Regions from separate parts of the Lactuca sativa genome. Here region 1 is linked to region 2. A link is a contact called in public Hi-C data. All regions are on one chromosome and are shown on one strand. Each heading gives the region's core, a stretch centred on a gene start, on an enhancer-like site or on the middle of the called end of the contact. The rest is flanking DNA. Distances are from core to core; before and after follow the strand shown. Region 1 holds the start of LOC111876486. Region 2 holds the start of LOC111876489 (preprotein translocase subunit SECE1).

Region 1 (5,579 bases), core at 168-2,667, 190 kb before region 2:
CGCCTAGCGTGCAGTTGAGTACGCCCCACGTACTCAATGAATTGGGCTTTGCGTCTCTTGGGCCTCGTTTGGGCTACTTCCATGGACATTGATGTTTTGGGCCTTAGTGGGTCATCTGAAATCGAACCTTTGGGCTAGGGGAGCATTATTGGGCCTTGGGCTAAGGCCCATGTAAAGGAGTTGGGCCCAGTTGGAATTTGGGCCATATTTTGGGCCTTGTTGGATTGTTTAACTTTTGGGCCCATTGGATTGTGGTAATGGGCTCCATTCTTGGACCAAGTTAGGGATAAAATGGTCTTTTTACCCCAAGTAGAGATTTTTGGTTATGTTGTAGATCCCAAATGTTAATTAGTTTTATGTGGCAATTGATAGCTCGGGAAGCTGCAGGACCAGCAGTCAGGGATCATTCGTTCCATTTAGCTTTGCGAGGTGAGTTTCCTCATTGGGTTTAGCGGGTCTAAGGCACCAAGGCCGTCCCTTGATTGGTTATGTCGATATACTTCTTGTCTGTGTGATACTTGTATGTGCTTGCATATGTATGTTTATTGGACGAGGTTCGTTATGCGAGTGTGGGCGAGGCATGTATAACATTGGGCGGGGCCCGTTATATGATATGTTTGGTATGTAGTATCTTGGGAAACTCACTAAGTTTTGTGATTACAATTTTTAGTTTATGCTTTAGGTACTTCCGATTCCAAGGGGAAGAGCTCGGGTTGAGTGCATCGTACACACCATATGGATTCTGTTTACGATACATACTCTGATTTTCATGATATTTGACATGTTTATTTGTTTGGGATGTATAAACAATGTTTGGAATATTGTTTTTATTTAAATCAAAAATAAAATTTTTAGGTCATAATTTTTGGATGTTTCAAGGTCATTCTACAAAACTCTCTTTACATGCATATCTATTCAATATTGTTCAAGAAAATCAAAATATATTAGCAAAAACACTATATAACTCTAAAACACCTCATGGGACAAAACATGTCAATTTGCGAGTTCCAAAACAAAATTAAAAGAAAAAGGTATATTTCATCAAATATTCCAAGGGCTTAGCTATATGAGAGGATTTCTATAAACCTTAAACTTTGATTAAATTTTCTTTAAGACCGGAGACCCTAAACAAATAAATATATTAGTCTTTGATCATGTAAAAGGATAAAAAAGATTTCGATCAAGAAATTAGTTATCATCAAACAAAAAGAAAAGAAAACCAGTAAGTAAACCTACTATTTATTACGAAAATTGGACAAAATAGGTTGTTATTTTACACCATGCATCCGTCAAAGTAATTTAATAATCTATTTTGTTGAAAAACGTCACATCAATGTGAGCGTGCCGGAGTGGTTATCGGGCATGACTAGAAATCATGTGGGCTTTGCCCGCGCAGGTTCGAATCCTGCCGCTCACGATTAGTTTTATTTTTTACAGACAATTTGGGTGTCGACCAAAACCCAAAACGGACGTTAATTTTGCACCTTTATGTCAAACACCAGATCTCGTCTCTCTTCCCGTTGATCGTTTTCATCATCATCAACTATCTCTAGTGGGAGTTTATTCGTAATTTACTAGTTGAATCGTAATTCACTAGGTTTTTCATCCATTCATATTACTGGTTTTACATGTTGAATTGCTAATCTACTAATCCATCCATGCGTTTTATAATTAGGTCAGTTTCTATTGTCTATTTATGCTCACCTCGTTGTTTTGATATCTTGGTCGTTAGTATGTGATTTAGGATTTGTTTGATTTTAATTGTAACATAATCTTGTTTGATGTCGTTGTGTAATAACAACAGGACGTTGATCTTAGGCATTTAATGGCATCATCGAGCAAGAAAAAGCATGAGAAGGAAGACGACATCGAAGAAGAAGAAGAGGTACACTTCGACTCTGGTGACTAAACTTGCCAATTATACTAAAAACTTCTCTGATTGTGAAGTTCTGAGAATAAAAATCAAGGGTTACGTTATGCACTGTTAATTGCTACATATAGAAAAAGAATGTCCGTAGTAAATTGCTAACAAAATCAAATTTTCTTTTGGAAAGTATCTGTTTGACATAAAGAATCAAGCATAGCTATCTGTTGTTTCTTATTGGAAATAAGGAAAGGGATAATGAAGTATGTCACTAATGTTTTATAAAAACCATATAAGCAACTTTGATGTTTTATATCAAATTTTATTGATGGGAAGTGTTCAAATTGATGCTCAAAGGATTACAAATTTGGTTAGTTTGTGTTTGATATATTAGGCTGGATAGTTATCTGTGCATTTTTATTAATATTAGAAGCGAAGTAAGAAAGATTATTATAAAGAACATTTTCAGAGAGTCCTTCCAAGTAGAAATAACTTTTCCTTGATTGTTTATTACCATGCAGTTTGAACATTTTGATGACTTTACCCTAGCCTCTTCATGGGAAAGGTATCAACATATATCTCTCTTAATACTTCAATGCATATTCATTTCTCAATTTAAGTGGAAGAATTAAATTTTACTAAATTTGTTATTTATAGGTTTATTTCTGAAATTGAGGCTGTTTGTCGACAATGGTTATCAAGTGGTCCCAAAAACTTGTTGGTATGTTTGATCTTACTCCAGTATGCATATTTGTTTACTAATGGATGAAAACATTATACTAGTATTCGATACAAAGTTTAATTATTTGTTAATTGCATCTTGGAAAGAAAATCAATCACCATTGATATATCTTTTGTACACTCTTTCTATAGGAAAAGGGAGCTGTTTCATTGGGAGAGCTGAAGAATTTGTATAAAGTGAAATCCGAGCTGAAATATGCTATGAAAAACTATTGCATGGAGTACTACTTTGAAATTAGTAATGCTGGTATACATTAAACACCTCTCCAGGTTTCACTTTCAGTTTCACCATGCACTCTTTTTTGCAAATGTCATCATATTTGTTGTTGCATTATATCAATCAGGAAAGGCTGTAGATTGGAGTTCCAGTTTACATGAGCTGCAATTGTCTTTTGGTGTGAAAGAATTCATGGTATCTTTAGCTCATCATCTTAATGTTCATATCATACTGTAAAATAATTAAATATAAAGGCACTTATGTTTCAACTGTAAACAGGTAATCGCACCCCAAAGTGCCAGTGGTGTTATTCTTGATTCACCAGAGGCTAGCAAGCTTCTAAGTGCAGTTGCTATAGCATTCTCAAATTGTTCCAGGTGGGATTCACTTATTCCTTCTTTTTTTTTCTTTGAAATAACTCAATTTGGTTTTAATTACATTACATTTGAGTTCTGATGATTGTATGAACAATGGAACAATTTTAGTTTGTGGCCAGCATTTGTCCCAGTGCATGATCCTTCTAGAAAAGCTTATATTGGTATCCAAAATATGGGGACAGTATTTACTCGAAGATTTGAAGGAGATCTTATTTCCACTCAAGTTCCTGTAAAACTCATGCATTTGGAGGGATTATATGAGCTGTTTGTATCTAAATTTGTAAGTCGCCTCTCTCATTCTGCTTTCTTTAAAGAATATTCTCTAACTGAATCGTAATGCTGTAGGCCTTTTCATCATCAGACCTTTCGACACATTTCTTCAAAGTCCATTTCACCATGAAATTAACATACAAGACTCTTCCTTATGATGAAGACAATGAAGTGCTAAATTCTGAGTCTGAGATTACTGAATCTGGAGGTGATAATGGAGGTGATAATAGAAACAAACTACAATGGGATGATGATTGTCCTTGGAGTGAGTGGTACACTGCAGAAGACCCTGTAAAAGGTAAAATAATATATTTGTGTATAATGGGGAAATGTAACTATTTTTTTTTGTTACTGATAATTGCATAGAATGTGTGCAGCTTTTGAACTGGTTGCTATGTGGGGAGAGAAAATGGTGGAAAGCTCCATGGAGATGGCTGAACTTGAAAATGCCTCTATTCATGATGCTCAAAATTGGTTCATTGTTCCCGAATTCTCTTCTTATCTGTAAGGAATGGAATTGGAATTATGTTGTTAAATTTAGTTTCAACATATGTATGAATTATGAAATGACACAATTCTGTCTTATAGCACTGGTGATTATACTGGAAACATGGTTGGATTTGCTTCACAACTTCGCCTTCTGATTGATGCATTAGCCATGTCCTTGGATGTTAAATTCATGGAAGATTTCGTGTCAGGTCTGATACTTATCTGTCTCTTTGTGTGTGTGTGTTTCCTGAATCCTGACTTTTCTGTTTTTACAGTTGAAACATCAGGATCTGACAAATTGAGGTCATCTGCAGTAATTCCTCCGCCAACAGTTCTTGATCGTGTGCTTAAAGATCTTTGTCATGATGGTAAATAGTAAATACATGTTGTAGAAAGAAAATGAAAAGAGATTAAAAGTAAAAATAATATAAAATGTTTTGATTACAGGACCTGAACTCATTTCACCTGAAGGTGAAGGGAGACACAAGAGTTCTAGACTTATTAAGGGGGCTCCTTTGGAAACTCTGTTTGCTCAGTTTTGTTTACACTCATTATGGTTTGGAGACTGCAACATACGTGGTATGGACTAATATAGAAAGTAAAATTTAAAGTAGTGAATCAAATATTTTTATTAGTACTAAAAAAGTTTGTTGTTATTTTATCATTTATGTTGTTCAGCCATTTCTGTACTATGGATAGAGTTTATTAGAGAAATACGTTGGTGTTGGGAAGAGTCACAACCATTGCCACGAATGCCAACCAAAGCTGCAATTGATCTATCAACCTGTTTAGTTCACCAAAAGCTGCAAATGGTAATTCTTTTGTTCTTATTTTTTTGTATCATTATATTTATAAACGTTTTTTTTTACAATATTTGCTTCACAGCTTGCAATATGTATTGAGAAAAAACGTCAACAAGATAGTACCAGTGACAACAGTAGTGATACTCCTAGTGTTGAGGTGGGTTTGATATATATTTTGTTTTTGTTTGTAAGCTAAGAGATTATGATTTATATTTTGTGTTAATGGTTTATTTGTCCGAAGTGCAGGCTAATGAAGACTTTTCTTATCCATCAGGAGCAAAAGAAGAAGGTTTAGTGAAGGAAAGTGACAGGTGAAATAAGCAAGTGAGAGCTCCTTGTTTTTATTTATTTATTTATTGAACGTTAATGTACACCATTATCGGTATATGAAGTTCTTTTCATTTGTTGCATGTTAGTTCCCATCATTTTTAATTTTTTTTTACCTTTTCTTGTTATGTATTTTGTAGCACCCCAACTTTTATGACATCTGGTAAGAGGAGGGGATCAGCAGGTGTGGTGGAATCCTTGATGCTTTTGAAATCACATGACAACATGCATGCTCCATTTACTCAGGTTCATCTGATTTTCACTTGCTATCTTTCTTTTTTCTTTTTTTAATCTCCACAATGAATAAATTGACAGTTTTTTATTTATTTATTTAAATCATAGGATCCACCAATTATGACAGAAGACATGCATGAAGAAAGGCTCCATGCAGTTGAAGTCTTGGGCAATTCTTTTGTAAGTTGTCACATCACATATATGATATTATATTTGGAATAAATTTCCTTGCTGAAAATTGTGTATAATTTTTGTCA
Region 2 (6,097 bases), core at 92-2,591:
GGGGCAGAGAGGTGCTCTTGCCAAATTAGAGAAAGGATCGATGAGTAGATTTATGGTGGTCAAAATTTTGGATTTTCATGTTGCTACGGAAGAAGGGGGGGTGGGTTGGATCGGAAGAGGAGGTGATTTAATTATGATTTCCACTAATAAGAAATAATTATTAAATGAAGTTAAAATATAAAAAAGTAGCAGCACGGGCAAAATAATTTTTTTAAAACTGATAGAGACGTAATAAAAACAAACAATAAGAATATCCGAGTTAAAAATCTGAGGAGGGAACAACAACAAAGATTACCCCAAACCCCACGGGAAATGTACACTTTAAAAAATGCCAGAATTTTCTTCTAGTAAAAATCTCTTATTTATTAAGTCATGCTTTGTGAACTCCTTGAATGAAAACCATTTAATTTCAAATTTGGAAACAATAATGCTGTCAAGATTATGTACACAGTCACAGATTAGTCGAGCAAAAAGATTGAAGATATCAAAATGGATAAAAAAAAAAGAGATAGGTAAAAGTAAAACTAATACATGCAAATTTCAATGTATTATACTAAACTAATTGACACAAGAGGACGTGGAGCAATCAGATAGGTGTAGAACACAGTATATCCATGGACCTTGTTACACTGGATAACAGCTTCTTCCCCCCTTGGGCCTTATCGTCTTCGTTTAGCCAAAAAAATCTTGAACCCCACGGCCGACGAACACCCGATCGGAAAGCTCCGCCAAAACGGCATTAACAGTAAGCAAAACGACGCTGGAACCAGCAATAACGCCGAGCACGACCCCCGTCGTTCCGAGGACCTTATTGAACGCCGGCCACTCGATCCGGCCTATCTCATCCACTACTCCGGCCCATACACTCTCATCCTTCTTAATCTCTCTATCCATCATCGCCTTTTTGATCTCCGTACCCAGTTCAGATAATTCTTCATCGGAGGGGGGCTTTTGGGTGGATTCGGATTCTGCGGTGGTGGGCTGCTGCTGTTGTTCTTCTGCGGCGTTGACGATGACGGCGAAGCGGTGGTTCTTCTTCCCATTTGCGGCGGTGAGAATGGCGGTGTTGGGGAAATTGGTGATTGGATTTAGGGTGGATTTGATTGTCGTTGAGATGATTCGATAATTGGTGGATGTTCTTGCCGATGACGCAGGAAGAGATGGGGATGAAGTGAACTGTGAGAGAGAAAGTGCCATTTCTACAGCGTATGGTACACACCGGAAATTTGTGGGTAGATGATTTTGTAAACGATATACATATTTACGAAAATGGTCCTCGTAAAATCACAATGTTTCATTATAACTTGTAAGTACATGTTTAAATTCTTGTTAATAAAATGAACAAAATATCGAAATTGGTTATTATAAATTTATAATCCATCATCCTGTATGTTTACAGGAACTATTAAACAAATACAACTTATCATATTGGAATACGATAATTATCGACAAAATCATTATATTAATGTTGTGTTTACTCAAAGTCTGTAAAAGAAAAACCGATTAATTATGTTTTTCTAAAGGTTTACATTAATAAAATATCTATAATAAGTCGTGTTTTTCTAAAATTAATGTGTTTAATATATGGGTTATCGTGTTTAATATAAGGGTTTTTTTTTTGGCATATTTATTGAAATTGTGGGAGATTTTAAATAATCAAAAAGTTTATTTATTTTTTTTTTATAAAAAGAACCATATATTAAAAAACAACTAGAAACTAGAAACTAAAACACCAATTACACATAGTCTAAAAGCTTATGCAGTCGCGCAATCTTAATTTCTAGAGCTTTTACTATTTATTTTAACATACCATAAAAAATGAAACTGCTTTATCACAAAAGCAAAATCGCCAAAGATACCAAATCATCAATTGAGTGAAAGACACCAAATCCCCAAAGATACCAAATCACAGTACATTGCATCAATAACAAGCTTCTTTTTTGTAAAGCAAGGAAGATCATCAATCGAGTTAAACATAGCTCTAGTGGAATCATACCATGTGGGCCAAAAAGAGAGACACATAAACATCGAATCCTACGTCCTAGACGCAACTTCACATTTGAAGAACACAAGTTGCTTCACTTCCAAAGCACAAACAGGGCAAAGAATAGACGGAATATCAATACCACGTTTGTCTAAGTTATCCCTAGTAGTAGTAGGGAGTCGGTCCAAAAGAACATGTCACACTAAAATATTCATCTTCCTCGAAACAAAACGATTCCACCTAATATGACAGCCTGTCATCACGCAAATGAAGAATATGATTATCAACTCATCTTCTCATATCCGGCTACCAAGAACTCCGCAAAATATCCTATATCCCACCACCATTTGTCTTCATTGTCCGAAAATGCGATACTTTGAAGAGCTATTAACATCTTGTTTAATTGCATGGTTTCTTCTAAATTCTCTTATATGCATACGCCACTGCCACGGCTCCACCCCTCATCAGTCCTTCTCTAGAACACATTATAATCATGATTTGTATCTAACTAAAAAATACAAGGAAAAGAAATCGAACAAATTTGGTCACCACCATCAACTCCCATTTATTTTAATTTGCCTACATATAACCCCATTTATTTTTATTAGTGTTCGAAAATAGCTCTTGTAAGTACTAATTAGTTGATATATTCGTTGGGTCTTTTTATTGTATTTTTCATCAATGAGGTTTCAATTAAAAAATTATTTCTCGCCTATATATTACCCCACTTATATTAATTTTCCTATATATTACCCCATTCATTTTATTAGTGTTTATAAATAGCTCTTGTAACTGCCAATTAATTGATATATTAGTTGGGTCTTGTAGCGGGCTAATTAATCTTTAATCTGAAAAAATAAGATGTCATATTTAAGAGAGGTACATTAGATTCTTTGATTCATGATCCCCAAGAACAGTCTTTAATTTTAAGCTATTGATGTTCTTATTTAGACAATTTTTTCTTTATCAGTTTCTTATCCAGTTTTACAAAGCGTATTATATTATTCAGTTATAAAAAGTAATTTAATATTCTTATTATGATGTAAGCCCCCTTCAATCTAGAATCCTGGCTCCGCCCCTGTATAATAGATTGTGTTTTTTCAACATTTTCTCTTGGTTAAAGAAGTATAATGGATAATCAAATACATCAACATGCCACGTCAGTAAACAATCAATCGGTTTGACCGGAAACAAATTGAAAAACACGGTATCAAATTTAAAGTCAAATTAAAATTTTGGTGTAAACTTAATGACTTTTATGTTATTTTCCCTTTCTAAAACTAAAAAATATAGATTAAATCTAGGATCATAAGATTTTAAAACACCTTTATAATCAAAATTGCATTTTAAGAAAATAACAAAAGTATAATTGAAGTATTATTGGTATAAAATATTATTTAAATAAAAGTAATTTATAATTATAACACCTTCTATTTCTTTCCTTCATGTAACCAATCTATGATAATTAGATGAATGTCTGGACTTGAATTACAATTATGAATTTTACCCAAACAACATTTCAAGACTTATGACTCGATCTACACATTAACATACAAAAGTCATACCGTGGACAACACAAGATGTCTTGTCTTGCTAAACCTAAGCCTAAGCCTAAAAACTTTTAAAACGTTACACCACCACTTATTTCAATTATACAAATACAAATTTCATCCATGTGATGCATTATTAGGAGGATGCTGTTGTTGCATATCATATGCTAATGCACCTTGAGGCTGATGAGGTACAACTCCATGCCCATACTGAGGATCAACCATGTGATGTTGCTGCATCTCATATGGACCATTCGGCAAAGCTCCAGACCCGTATTGTGGATCCACTCCACCCTGAACCTCAAACATGTAAAAATGGTAAATTTCTCTTCCTTTTTTTTTTCTTCCTGAAATATGTATATAATCCATATTTGATAAAATTTGCAAACAAACAATTGCATACCTGATGCATGGTGTATGCATTCCCAACATAACCCATATCATGGTTCACAAATCCTGCACCATATCCTGTTCATGTTTCAAAATTAACAAAATGTATAATACAAAATTTAAAATAATAATAATAACAATAATAACCATGGGTAGTAGTAGCAGTTGCAGCTGCAGCCCTTGCTCTTTTATCTGCAAGTTCTTTATGTAACTTGTCAATTTCATGGGCCATAGACATCAAGCTTTTCTCCATTGCTTGGCTTTGTTCAAGGTTACTTGCATACACTTTTTTTTCATACTCAACTGCTGCCCTGTTTGCATAAACAGGGTCAAAACTCAAATGCCAACACTTTTTTAATCTTTTATTAGTTCCATAAATAATTAATATGTTGAATAGCAATAAATTCAAAATCTTTTGATCTTTGTTTGATTGAATAGCGTTTAATTAGCAATAAAGTTATAACCCATTTTCACATAATGATGACATCGCAAAAACAAAAAAGCATCGCAGGTCTTGGATGAGATGAAATTTGACAAAAAGAATGTGCCACAGTTTTTTATAAAAAAAAAAATTATATAAATATTTTTTGTTGGCAACAACAGTAAGTGACATAAAAACATGTTAACTTGTACCATATGTCATGATAATTCAAATCAGATGGTTACCAATTCCTATAAAGGGTAGTTTTTTAAAAGTACAATTCCTTAATTAGAAATAATGTGGAAGTACAATGCTACAATAAGAAAGAAATAGAAAGTAAAATGCTATTTCTGGCATTTAGCTTTTTACTGAGGCTTAGAGACCCAAATTCTATATCACTTCTTATAATTCCCAAAATATGCAAGCATAGCATTAGCATCAATCAACACTTAATAATAGTCAATAAACCACATTTTATGATCGTTTTCACACCCCCACCCCCTTCTTCTCCTCCCAAGGAATCAAGATTAGCAATTCAAATGTTTCTTCCAATTTTTTAGAGGATTGAAACACCCAACATATGATCAGATTGATTGAAGTCAGCAAGGAGGTTTTGCTTTTAGATATGCCATTCAAGGACAAGCTAAAATTATCAATGAATTAAATTGAAGAGTAAAAGTCATGCTAATACTGAATGGGCCTAAAATCAGTTGACTATTTTTGATTGGAAATTTGGAATGAAGTTTAGGGGAAATTTATACGAAGTATCAACATTACAATGGGGAAAGTTCCTACAGCAACAATTAACAGATGATAAGGAAGATTATTACCTTCCTCTTGATAGTTCTTTGTGCATGGCTTCTATCTCCGCTTTGATCATCGGAACTTGATGTCCTTTGGACCTTTCTTTCGCAAGGTCACCGTGAACCTTATCTAACTTTTCATTAAGTTCTTTCCTCTCTGAACTCAATTTCTGTACATCTCCTCTGACCTGAATAAGCTCGGCACCTAATTCATCGGTCATTCTAGCTTCCGCCTCCATTTTGACGGCCTTCTCGTAGACCTCGCGCACTTCGGCATCTCTTTCGGCCTTGACATTGCCGGCAACGGAGGAGAGACGGCGAAGGTCCTGCAAAGCGATAGAGAGTTCCTGCTTTAGGGCGACGTGAGTGGCGGCGAGGCGTTGGTTGTCGAGGAGGAGTGATTGGATTTCGCGGTGGTGGACGGCGATGTGGTCTTCGACCTGGTGGTGGCGCGGAGGAGATTCAATTGGCGCACGGCGAGAGTGAGAATCTTGTCTGAATTTTAATGCATCTGGTGGGATGTAATTCCTACCGGCCATTTGTGGATTGTTTTATGGTGGTTGCCGCAGTGCCGCCGTGTGAAGCCCCTCTCTTTTCCTTCTAGGCTCTGTCAATTTGTTAACGTTGCTGGTGTCGAAGAACAACTACCGATCCTTTTAATAATTTTTTTTAGTAATTTTAAGGGGTGTTTGAAAAGAAAAATAAAAATTATTACTTATCGCAATTTTTTCAGAAATTTTTTAATATTTTAATCGGTTCTAAATTTTATTTGTAAACTATTTTTTATCTAGTTATCTCTAAAAAAGTTTCATTACCAAGTTCATAAAAAATATGTATTTTTTTTATTTCAATTCTTTTACCTTTCATTAAAAATTTAGAAATTTCTTGTTTGAAATTATAAATATGAATAAATGTCATTAAGCTCCATAAAACTAATGATTAAAGTCCT

The links. Hi-C and Micro-C count contacts between places; a contact is called where the count stands out from the background.
Region 1: a contact with region 2 is called in a Hi-C map of leaf, with 6 times the contacts expected there. The contact joins the promoter of LOC111876486 here to the promoter of LOC111876489 in region 2. A contact is called at or near these places in 2 of 4 Hi-C or Micro-C datasets (both in leaf).

The regions. Positions count from the first base shown.
Region 1 is chr9:20,148,469-20,154,047 of Lsat_Salinas_v11, reverse strand. It overlaps LOC111876486, which reads left to right and starts at 1,417. Exons shown (of 22, transcript XM_023873009.3): 1 at 1,417-1,675; 2 at 1,805-1,885; 3 at 2,386-2,429; 4 at 2,522-2,585; 5 at 2,738-2,852; 6 at 2,950-3,017; 7 at 3,102-3,199; 8 at 3,308-3,479; 9 at 3,545-3,767; 10 at 3,847-3,973; 11 at 4,058-4,167; 12 at 4,234-4,326; 13 at 4,406-4,537; 14 at 4,637-4,770; 4 more. The coding sequence starts at 1,826. It overlaps TRNAS-AGA (transfer RNA serine (anticodon AGA)), which reads left to right and starts at 1,336; the gene lies at 1,336-1,417.
Region 2 is chr9:19,961,819-19,967,915 of Lsat_Salinas_v11, reverse strand. It overlaps LOC111876489 (preprotein translocase subunit SECE1), which reads right to left and starts at 1,341. Exons shown (of 1, transcript XM_023873011.2): 1 at 476-1,341. The coding sequence starts at 1,197. The coding sequence ends at 673. LOC111876490 (protein FLC EXPRESSOR) reads right to left here and starts at 5,802. Exons shown (of 4, transcript XM_023873014.3): 1 at 5,176-5,802; 2 at 4,072-4,235; 3 at 3,938-3,990; 4 at 3,433-3,828. The coding sequence starts at 5,687. The coding sequence ends at 3,652.